Regions from separate parts of the Zea mays genome. Here regions 2 and 3 are each linked to region 1. Evidence: chromatin contacts called from public Hi-C data. All regions are on one chromosome and are shown on one strand. Each heading gives the region's core, a stretch centred on a gene start, on an enhancer-like site or on the middle of the called end of the contact. The rest is flanking DNA. Distances are from core to core; before and after follow the strand shown. Region 1 has its middle 130 kb from the start of LOC100383382. Region 2 holds the start of LOC100502539. Region 3 has its middle 20 kb from the start of LOC109940943.

Evidence for each region. Hi-C and Micro-C count contacts between places; a contact is called where the count stands out from the background.
Region 2: a contact with region 1 is called in a Hi-C map of leaf, with 5 times the contacts expected there. The contact joins the promoter of LOC100502539 here to the enhancer-like site in region 1. A contact is called at or near these places in 2 of 25 Hi-C or Micro-C datasets (ear and leaf).
Region 3: a contact with region 1 is called in a Hi-C map of leaf, with 3 times the contacts expected there. The contact joins two enhancer-like sites. A contact is called at or near these places in 2 of 25 Hi-C or Micro-C datasets (bundle sheath and leaf).

Annotation. Positions count from the first base shown.
Region 1 is chr7:88,242,664-88,245,829 of Zm-B73-REFERENCE-NAM-5.0, forward strand. No RefSeq gene overlaps it. Among protein-coding and RNA genes, the nearest start is that of LOC100383382, 130 kb to the left of the region's middle. Within about 2 kb of position 1,273, at least 13 of the 20 cell types and tissues checked have an H3K27ac peak or open chromatin away from gene starts, as enhancers often do. A contact at or near this core is called in bundle sheath, ear and leaf, where this site is marked.
Region 2 is chr7:88,466,231-88,469,322 of Zm-B73-REFERENCE-NAM-5.0, forward strand. It overlaps LOC100502539, which reads right to left and starts at 1,410. Exons shown (of 1, transcript NM_001364989.1): 1 at 1,073-1,410. The coding sequence starts at 1,297. The coding sequence ends at 1,172.
Region 3 is chr7:88,014,356-88,017,351 of Zm-B73-REFERENCE-NAM-5.0, forward strand. No RefSeq gene overlaps it. Among protein-coding and RNA genes, the nearest start is that of LOC109940943, 20 kb to the left of the region's middle. Within about 2 kb of position 1,391, at least 9 of the 20 cell types and tissues checked have an H3K27ac peak or open chromatin away from gene starts, as enhancers often do. A contact at or near this core is called in bundle sheath and leaf, where this site is marked.

The DNA of each region.
Region 1 (3,166 bases), core at 23-2,522:
CTACAAGCCGGGGAAAGCGTTAGGAATAATACGGAGTCCGAAAGAGAGGGTGAAAAACAAATCACAAGCAAATAGAGTGGATGACACAGTGATTTGTTTTACCGAGGTTTGGTTTTTGCAAACCTACTCACCGTTGAGGTGGTCACAAAGACCGGGTCTCTTTCAACCCTTTCCCTGTCTCAAACGGTCACCTAGACCGAGTGAGCTTCCTTCCTTGATTTCCCGGGTCACTTAGACCCCGCAAGGACCACCACACAATTGGTGTCTCTTGCTTTGCTTACAAGGCTTTGAGATTAAGAATGAGAGAATGAAGAAAGCCAACCAAGCAATAAGAGCAATAAAAGAACACAAGTCGATCTTCTCACAAGTCCTAAAAACTAGAGTTGAATTGTGGACTTTGATTTGATCGGAGGCTTTGATTTGTGTCTTAGAGTGTTGTGTATTGCTCTTGTATTGAATGAGGAGTAGTGAATGCTTGGATGCCTTGAATGGTGGTGGTTGGGGGTATTTATAGCCCCAACCACCAAAATAGTCATTGGGGAGGGCTGCTGTCGATGGGCGCACCGGACAGTCTGGTGCGCCAGCCCCGTCACCCAACCGTTAGGGTTATGACGGTTTCGACCGTTGGAGCTCTGACAGCCTGGGCCACCGGACAGTCCGGTGCTGCACTGGACAGTCACTGTTCACTGTCCGGTGCGCTTTATGGCGCTGCTCTGACTCTGCACGAACTGTCCGCGCACTGTTCAGTTGTTAGTCGACCGTTGGAGTCGACCGTTGCGCTGGCGAGCCGTTGCTCCGCTGGCACACCGGACAGTCCGGTGAATTATAGCGGAGCGCGGCCTCAGAAACTCGAAGGTGAAGAGTTTGAAGTCGATCCGTGTCACACCGGACAGTCCGGTGCGCCAGACCAGGGTTCACTTCGGTTTCTTTTGCTCCTTTCTTTTGAACCCTAACTTTAATCTTTTTTTGGTTTGTGCTAAACCTTTGGCACCTGTAGAACATGTAATCTAGAGAAAACTAGTTAGTTCAATTATTTGTGTTGGTCATTTCAAACACCAAAATCATTTAGGAAAATGTTTGATCCTATTTCCTTTTCAATTACCCAATGATGTACTCGGCCCGATCTACACCGTTGATTATCCTATCTACGACTCTAGTTGAGTAAACCCAAACGATGGCCCAATCTAATCATGGCTACACATCAAGACATCAACGGTCAGAGGTTCGTCGCCCTCCTTCCGATATTGAATCTCAGCAGCGACCGTGCACGCACGACGACACCTCGCTGGGAAGCAACACTCTCGACCCCTCGGGCTAACGAATTTGAACACAGGGAGCAACTACGCAGAGAGAAGTGTAGTGGGCCGCGAAGTGAGAAGCAACCCAGTGCTTGTTTTCTGTTTTCTTTTTTTTCTATTTTCTTTTTTGAATTTCCTATTTCAATTTTAGTAGTTTTTCAAATCCAAATTGAAAACTTAGTTTTGAACCCCAAGCTTTTCACTAAATGCACAAGCAAAGACCCATCATGTGTGCAACATATTTTTATATTAATTACTTTACTCGAAATGCTTTAATTATGTAAAACACCCATTTTAAGAAAAAGTTAAAAGTATAGTCATTTAAATAAGAATAATAATAATAATAATAATAATAATAATAATTTCTAGTGTTTAATCCTTGATTAAGAGATAATTTATCTTAAATACTCAAAGAATACTTACAAATGTAAAAGTCAACAAGGATAAGCTTAATTCATATAGGAATCTTTTTATTTACTCTTTATTAGAAATCATATTTAGGACAAGTAATTTTAGGTAATAAAATTCTTATTAAAAACATATTTTAAATCAAAACTTTTGAAGAATTTTCCAATATCCTAAGTTAGAAATTTTTAAGGTGTTACATGACGACGGGACGCCGGACGACTGGGGGCCCGACGCTGTCTCGGAAGGATGCACTGTGGTGCCGGCAGGCCGCGTGTTGGATGACGATGTAGTGCCGGAGATATGGACGATGGCGTTGTCCTGCTGCATGCAGCCCGTGCTACCTTCCGCAACGAGCAGGAACGGAGTTGCAATGAGCGGGAAACAGAAAAGCTAGGCGAGATATCGGGAGAGAGGAATGGCGGCAAAGGTAGAAGTAAAACAGAATTAGTTGCTAATTACGGGATTTGAGACCCAAGGGTTGGAGATTACCAATTTGTTCGGTCCAAAACAAATTGAATAAGTCTATAATACGAGTTTGAAGGCCCAGATTGAAGACTCCCTATTGGAGTTCCTCTAAGGGAAAAAATGAAATCAGACACAAATACATCCTACGACTTTCTGCAAGACCATTTTGGAGCTCTACACATTTTTCTTTCAAAAGCTTGCAAGCCTGACCACTTATTTATAACATGAAAACGGCACCTCACTGACGTCAGGATAAGATTTCTTTTCCTGAATGCATAGTTCATTTGGATACATTGACCATAGTGTGTGGCCACCGTTCCACAGGTCTGCAGAACTGAAGCAGAACAGATCCTTAACAACTCTCGGAAAATAGTACTACCTCCCTTCTCGAAAATATTTATCGCTCACTAATTTACTTTAAAAAGTGAACTGAACTAAAACGTGATAAATAAAAAAGAATGGAGGTAGCAGTTAGCATGCATGGCTGCCAATACCGGGCATGAGAAGGAGAAAAGATCTGCAGGAAGACAAGCCAAAAAAAAGGCGGAGAGCTGAGTGTGTTGGTAGGAACTGTGGAACAACGTGGGAGCACTTATCAACTTTTGCAAAGTGGGATCCTGTGGCATTTCTCCATCCACCACCTTTATTTCACAAACGAGGTATATGCACTGTTAGCGTGCTTACCCCAAAAGCTGTGTGCTCCCCACAAGCACCATGCAGATCAGCTTTTGTAGTTTCCAGTTGTAAACAATTAAACATAACCGGATCAGCTGAGGTAAACTACCTAGGTGCTTGTTTTTATTTTAGAAAAAATCCGCAAGGGACTGTTTTTTTAATCTCGATTCATGTGGATTGAACGACATTGAGTAGGTTTAAATCTCTAGCAAGTTAAAATTCTTTTTAATTGACAACCTCCCTTTATAGACCATGTGACCTTTCAGAAACATGGTCCAATCGAAGTGTGGCACACTAGGTGTAGTTGGCACATCGAACAT
Region 2 (3,092 bases), core at 160-2,659, 220 kb after region 1:
ATTCCTACTATTGCAATGACTCAACCGATTATGTGTTTATGTTGATTTTAAATGGTTTTTACCCAAACGAATTTTATAGAAGCTGACTGAAAAGCTAAGCGTTTGGCAGTCCGCAACAGCTTTTGGTGGCCAGAAGCTCCAAAAAGCTGAAACAAACGGGGGCAATGTTCTCTCGTTGATGGTAGGTGCTTGTCATAAAGATGATCAACGAACAAATATAGGAAAGAGACTAGATTTGTGATAATGCGTGTTATTGCTTATGAGATATATATAGAAGGACAAGCACCACAACATGTGTCTCTTAGATGGCGAGTTTTCCCGTGTTAGTTATGCCACTTTTCCTATTTATATTTCAGGTACCGGTTTTTAGATGATTTCAGGTAACATACCTATACAACCAATTGGTATAAATAAATTTGTTGTTTCTATAATTTGTAATTTGTGTCTTTATCATAACAAATCATTTTTTTGTTTTTATCAGACTATAGAAATCATTCTATCGTCTAATGGATTTTTTTATTCTGGAACACGAAAATTGTAGATTATGCCTACATAAATCACAACGAACCAAATCTATAATTTTAGTATAAAATATACGCAATAGCCATCGCCTGAAAAAATTAAAATTAGAACATGGATTTTAGCAAATCCTTAGTTATGACATTAGGACGAGGATAGAGGAGGTTTGCATCATTTTTTTGGCAATCTTCGATGAAATATATGATTATTAATGCACATATGATTAGATGACACGAATATTTTTTCTTCTCTAGATCCAGCCCTTATTCGAAAACCAATGCAGTCAACCATATATATGTTGCTTGCTACGTTTAAAATCAGATGGAGAAAAGGTGCACACAAGTTGCTTCGAAACAGAGGCAATGTTAAGTAGTAGAGCTGTGATCTATAATTATCATCTATTCAAGTTAGGCACTCCAAAGTATGGCGAAAAAAACACGTTAGTAGTTTCTATTAACATCCGCGTGATCTTTACAAGGAGAAGTCAGTAGCCTTGCGCCCTTGCCTTACGCAAGAGGCAAGCAAACAAGGAGCATTCATATACCATGTCATCCGCCCACCAAAGTGGCAAGGTGAAAAGGATGGGAAAAAGAGGGGAAAAAACAGAAGGAAAAAAAAAGAGCACAGGTTTATCATGCATGCTTGAGATGGATCAGTCACTCCAGCAGAGGAGCATGACGACGCATCGGCGGATGATGTAGAGCCGAGCCTTCTGCTCCCTTAGCACCCTCTGCAGCTTCCCCCTCTGCTGCTGCTTCTTCTCCTGCTGCTGCGCCATGGCTGCTGCGGATGATCAGGGGCAGGGACCGGATGTGGTTGCCCAGAAGGTTCAGGTGCTCATATCAGCAGTAGTGGTGCAGTGCTCGGTGCTCTCCTTTCTAGCTAGGTGATGGGGACCGGAGGAGAGATGCATCTCTTGTTTATATAGACAAGGGGCCGGCCGGCAGGATCTTGATGCCACCGCACCCACCGCTCACATGCAGTCAACACTCATGTGTGCCTTTGATAGGGATGAAACTAGACCAAGTACAGACGGACATCAGTGACCCTGCATTCTGTTTTTTTTTTCTCTCTCGATACATTCTGATATTAAAATTTTAAATTCAGATACGGACTTTCCATATATGATTTTGACACTTTATTGACGGGTGAATCAATAATAAAAAAAAAGTATCCGTCCCATGCATTTTACCCCTAGACTTGGACGTACGCGCGCGACAGCTTGTGATGCTCCTCCCATTTTTTTCTATTGCTTATTATAATAATAAATTGTTTAATTAGGGGGGGCAGCAGATAGGATGCATGCTTACCTGCATCGCAACATGATGATGGATGGATGGATATCAAATGGAATGGACCCTTGATGGGTGCTGAGGAGCAAGCAGCTCGCCATGATTAGAGGACCGTGCGCCGCGCCGCGCGCCTGCCTGACAGGATCAAGAGTTGGCCATCCATGCCTGCCTGCAAGCAAATAAGGTTGGTTCACAGGTTGCTTAATTAATTTATACAATGGCAGCGACGCGACGGCTGCTTATATATGAGATGGCCCTCAAGCAGTCAAGAGGTTACCTGAACGAAAAGCTGCCGCTAGCTATTAGCTAGGGTTGCTCACAGGGACGCACAGTTAGCCCTTCCCACCGCCAAACGGACAAGGACACTCACTGACAGTCTGTGTGTAGTAGAATAGGAGTACGCTAAGCTAGCTAGGAAGAGATGTGGAAAACAACAGGGGAACGCATGCATGCATGGACTCGACAACGGAATTTGTTTTTGCTCCTTGCCTGCGGATATGTCATGTGCATTGCTTGAATGCTTGTATACTGGTTACAACAACCCTATTCAGATCCATACTTGGACGTCCCTAGTGCGCACAGATATATAGGAAACATACATGCATTTCTATATTTCCCGTGTGCGGAAAACAATAGGACGCAGAATTCCATGGGAGGAGATAAAGTTTTTCATCGATATATTCTTGGCAATGCATATGCATATCCTCCTCGTTTCGATTCCATACCAAACAACCAAAATTTCCACTTAGCGCTAGACAAAATTTCCACCAGCAGGCAACCACCAATCAGGAGTGCAGAACTACCAGGCGTCAGCGAATCCTTAACATTCGATGGAAGAATCAATTACTAGTACATGTTGATTTTAACTCCTACGTGTACAGGCAAATCATGCAGTAAGACAAGTCTGCATACCTGTTAGTATACCAGTAATACAGATCAGAGAATTACTGTTATATGTTTTCTTTCCCTTCCGCAAAAATATACCACGTTCTGGGTTGCACAGTCTGCGCATGCGCAGAGGGTCTTCTTGCTCACGAAGAACCCTAGAACTCCCCCAAGGGACCCCGTCACGGAGGAGACTTCTAGGGGGTGCCCCTGGATCAGCAGGCCACCCGAAACTTCCCTATATATGATGTAGAGTAAAAGAGGGATGAAGATTTGAGGTTTGGGAAAGGCTAAACTAGGTCTAATTTCACTACACCACGGTTGAGTTTTAGAAACCCTTATTAAGCACCAATTGTTGGTCGCTAAAAGTTGGAGACTGTTGATCGGTCGCTAAAG
Region 3 (2,996 bases), core at 141-2,640, 230 kb before region 1:
CAAGTTCTATTTTGATAGTTTGTACATCCGAGGCCGTTTACAAAATTTGAAAACTTCACACGAACTTTTCAATGATAAGATGATTTCAAATAAAAAAATTGTCATTTACAAGGTTTCATTACATTTCAAAACCTACAACTTTTATTTTGGTGGTTTTTCCATCCGAGGTAGTTTGAAAAATTCAAATTTTAAAATTCAAATATAGTTTTGCTTGACAAAATGATTTCAAACCAAAACATTGTCAACTACAAAGTTTCATGACTCTTCAATACCTACGACTTTCATGTTGGTGGTTTTTTCTTTCGAGATCGTTTTCAAAATTCAAGTTTTAAATTTTTTAAATTGAGACGTAGTTTTTGTTGACAAGATGACTTCAAATGAAAAAGTTACCAACTACAAAATTCTATAACTTCTCAAGATCTACAAAGTTTATTTTGGTTGTTTGGTCATTTGTTCATTTCACATTATGGTTCTAACAATATGTACAAATCTTAAACATCTAAACTACGAGAGAGATAGGTTTTATGAACAAATTTATTTTTATTTTATCATATGAAGAAATGTTCAAAATATAAATTATACATCATGATGAGTTATACAAATTGGTAGTTGAAAACTTTTTTATTTGAATTAATTTACTGTTTTAACCGAGAATTTTTTGCGTGACACTCGGCAAAGAGCTTCTTTGTCGGGTGTCCGAAAAAACACGCAAAATATTTGGTACTTGCAAAGAGCCAAATTCCGGTAGTGAGTACAAAACGTCTATATGCCTGCGGATGACAATCTGGCTGTGTGGAGAATCGAAGTATCGTGGAGATTATGTGTGGAAGAAGATAAATGTGTCTACAGGGTTTAAAATATAGAAAGTGACATATTCCTCCTACCTCAATGACTCGGTCGATTCTATGTTGACATTGATTTTGAACAATTTTTACCAAATCGATTCTTATAGATTCAGACCGAAAAGATTGCGTTTGACAGTCCGCAACAACTATTGGTGGTCAGAACATAAATTTAAGCTGAAACAAACACCACGCTTTTCGTGAACGTCCGGCCGGTTCAGGCTTGAAATTTGACTGAAATGGTAGTTCAATTCATTTGTTAATTTGAGGTGATAGGGATGACTGAAATGCATGTTGCCCAGTAGACGACAGGTACCATCACAAATATATAGGTGATAGGGATATGACTGCCTATCGTGTTTGAAATGCGTGCGCGATCAGGTCCCAAGTTTGGGCCAAACTTTTATTGGCATCCGTCCATATAGCTTTTGTGAGAACGATACGCTTTGGAACTAGCAGCTGAAACGAGAACGGTGGTGTTTGCGTCGTCCAATGTTGAAGCAAGGATGCCAAGCCTGAACTGGTTTCAGAGAGCGGCGGCTAACCGCGTGAGCAATTTCAGTACTACTATGTCGCGTACGATAGGATCATTAATTGGAGGGTGTTTTGCTCAAGCACAGCTAGTCCAGTGATTATTATTCACCGAAAGTTGTAAATTCTTGCTTTTTAGATCAATTCCAGTTGAAAGTACACGCCATCATGCTGTCGTTGTCGTCAACACAATAATTGATGGGTGCGTGGCACCACAGGTCAATTCAAATGCATGCAAGTGCTAATTACAGTACAAAGTTGACACATCACATACACTTTCCAGCGGCTCACTTATATGTTCACTCAAAACACTATTTTGCACTATAGACTACATTATTCGCACGGTAGAGTTTGAATATTTGGATATGAATGGGTAAGCGGCTAGAGATAGCCTAAGTAGGACGGTTGCCCCTGCGTATGACTTTTTGATGTTCGATCTGCAATCCGTTCGTCTTATTGGTCTCGTGTGAGTCATAGGAACATTTTCAAAACACGAGATCACTGGTTGCTTGATGTGCTTTTGGTTTGATCGATTTCTTCATCTCCATTTGAAGTTAAGTGCTCAAGTTCCAGTTTTAAAATACCAAATTTGATTGGCTCCTATTCACCCCCCTCTAGTAGCCTTTTCGTTCAATTGGTATCAGAGCCGGTTAAGGATCAATCCACACCAATCGGTTCTTGATTCACAGAAGGCGACATGGAATGAGGTGTTGGCAAACCTTCATTCTTCCGTGGGACGAACTACCATACTGGAAGATCACATGTCCGCGTGTTGGCGCTAATTTGGGCGCCAATCACTGCGAGGTGTACCGGCGGCAGTGCTTTCTGCAGCAGCGCGGACGGTCCGCGGTCTGCGGTCGGACGGTCCATGACCTATGGCAGGAGAAGGGTCTTCTTTGCGCCGAACCAGACGGTCCGCATGTGCGCAGAGACGGTGGCGTTCACCAACAGCACCTGGATCTAACCCTCCATGAGGGACCTCATCAAGAAGGAGAGATCCTAGGGTTTGTCTTAGGATCGACAGGCCACCCAAGATGCCTCTAGACGACGTAGAGTCGAAGAGAGGTGAAGATCGAGGTGAAGAAGGCTACGCTACTGTTTACTCCTAAGGGCAAAAAGTAAAGGAACAATTGAATATATAAGGAGGGTAGGTCTGGACCCATTCCTAGCCGTTCTCCAACAACTCCCACGGGTTTAGAGGGACAAACACGCATGGAGATAGGAGTTTAATTCAATTGATCTAATCCTATCGCGGACTGTCCGATTGTGCCCAGTGCCACAAATGGTGCTCAACACTGCGTATCTTCATACATCAGTTACAAAGTATGGGAGATTTGCCTTGATGATGGTTTCGAGGTCGAGGATGCTCGAATGACGCCTCTTCAGATAGAGTACCATGATTCGAACAACAAGGTCTGAAACGCTCTGTTCTCATTCTTTCTCTTGGTGAGTTTGAGCGAGCTGGACATTTGGGTACAACTCATAAGATCTGATCTATCCTTGAGAAATTCCATGAGATCAATGATGATGTAAAGACCATATGTACTCTTGAGACATACCTGCGAGAGTACGAGAACTTTGTACAGTTGGCTGCAGAGGCCATATACACTATATTTTCTCAGT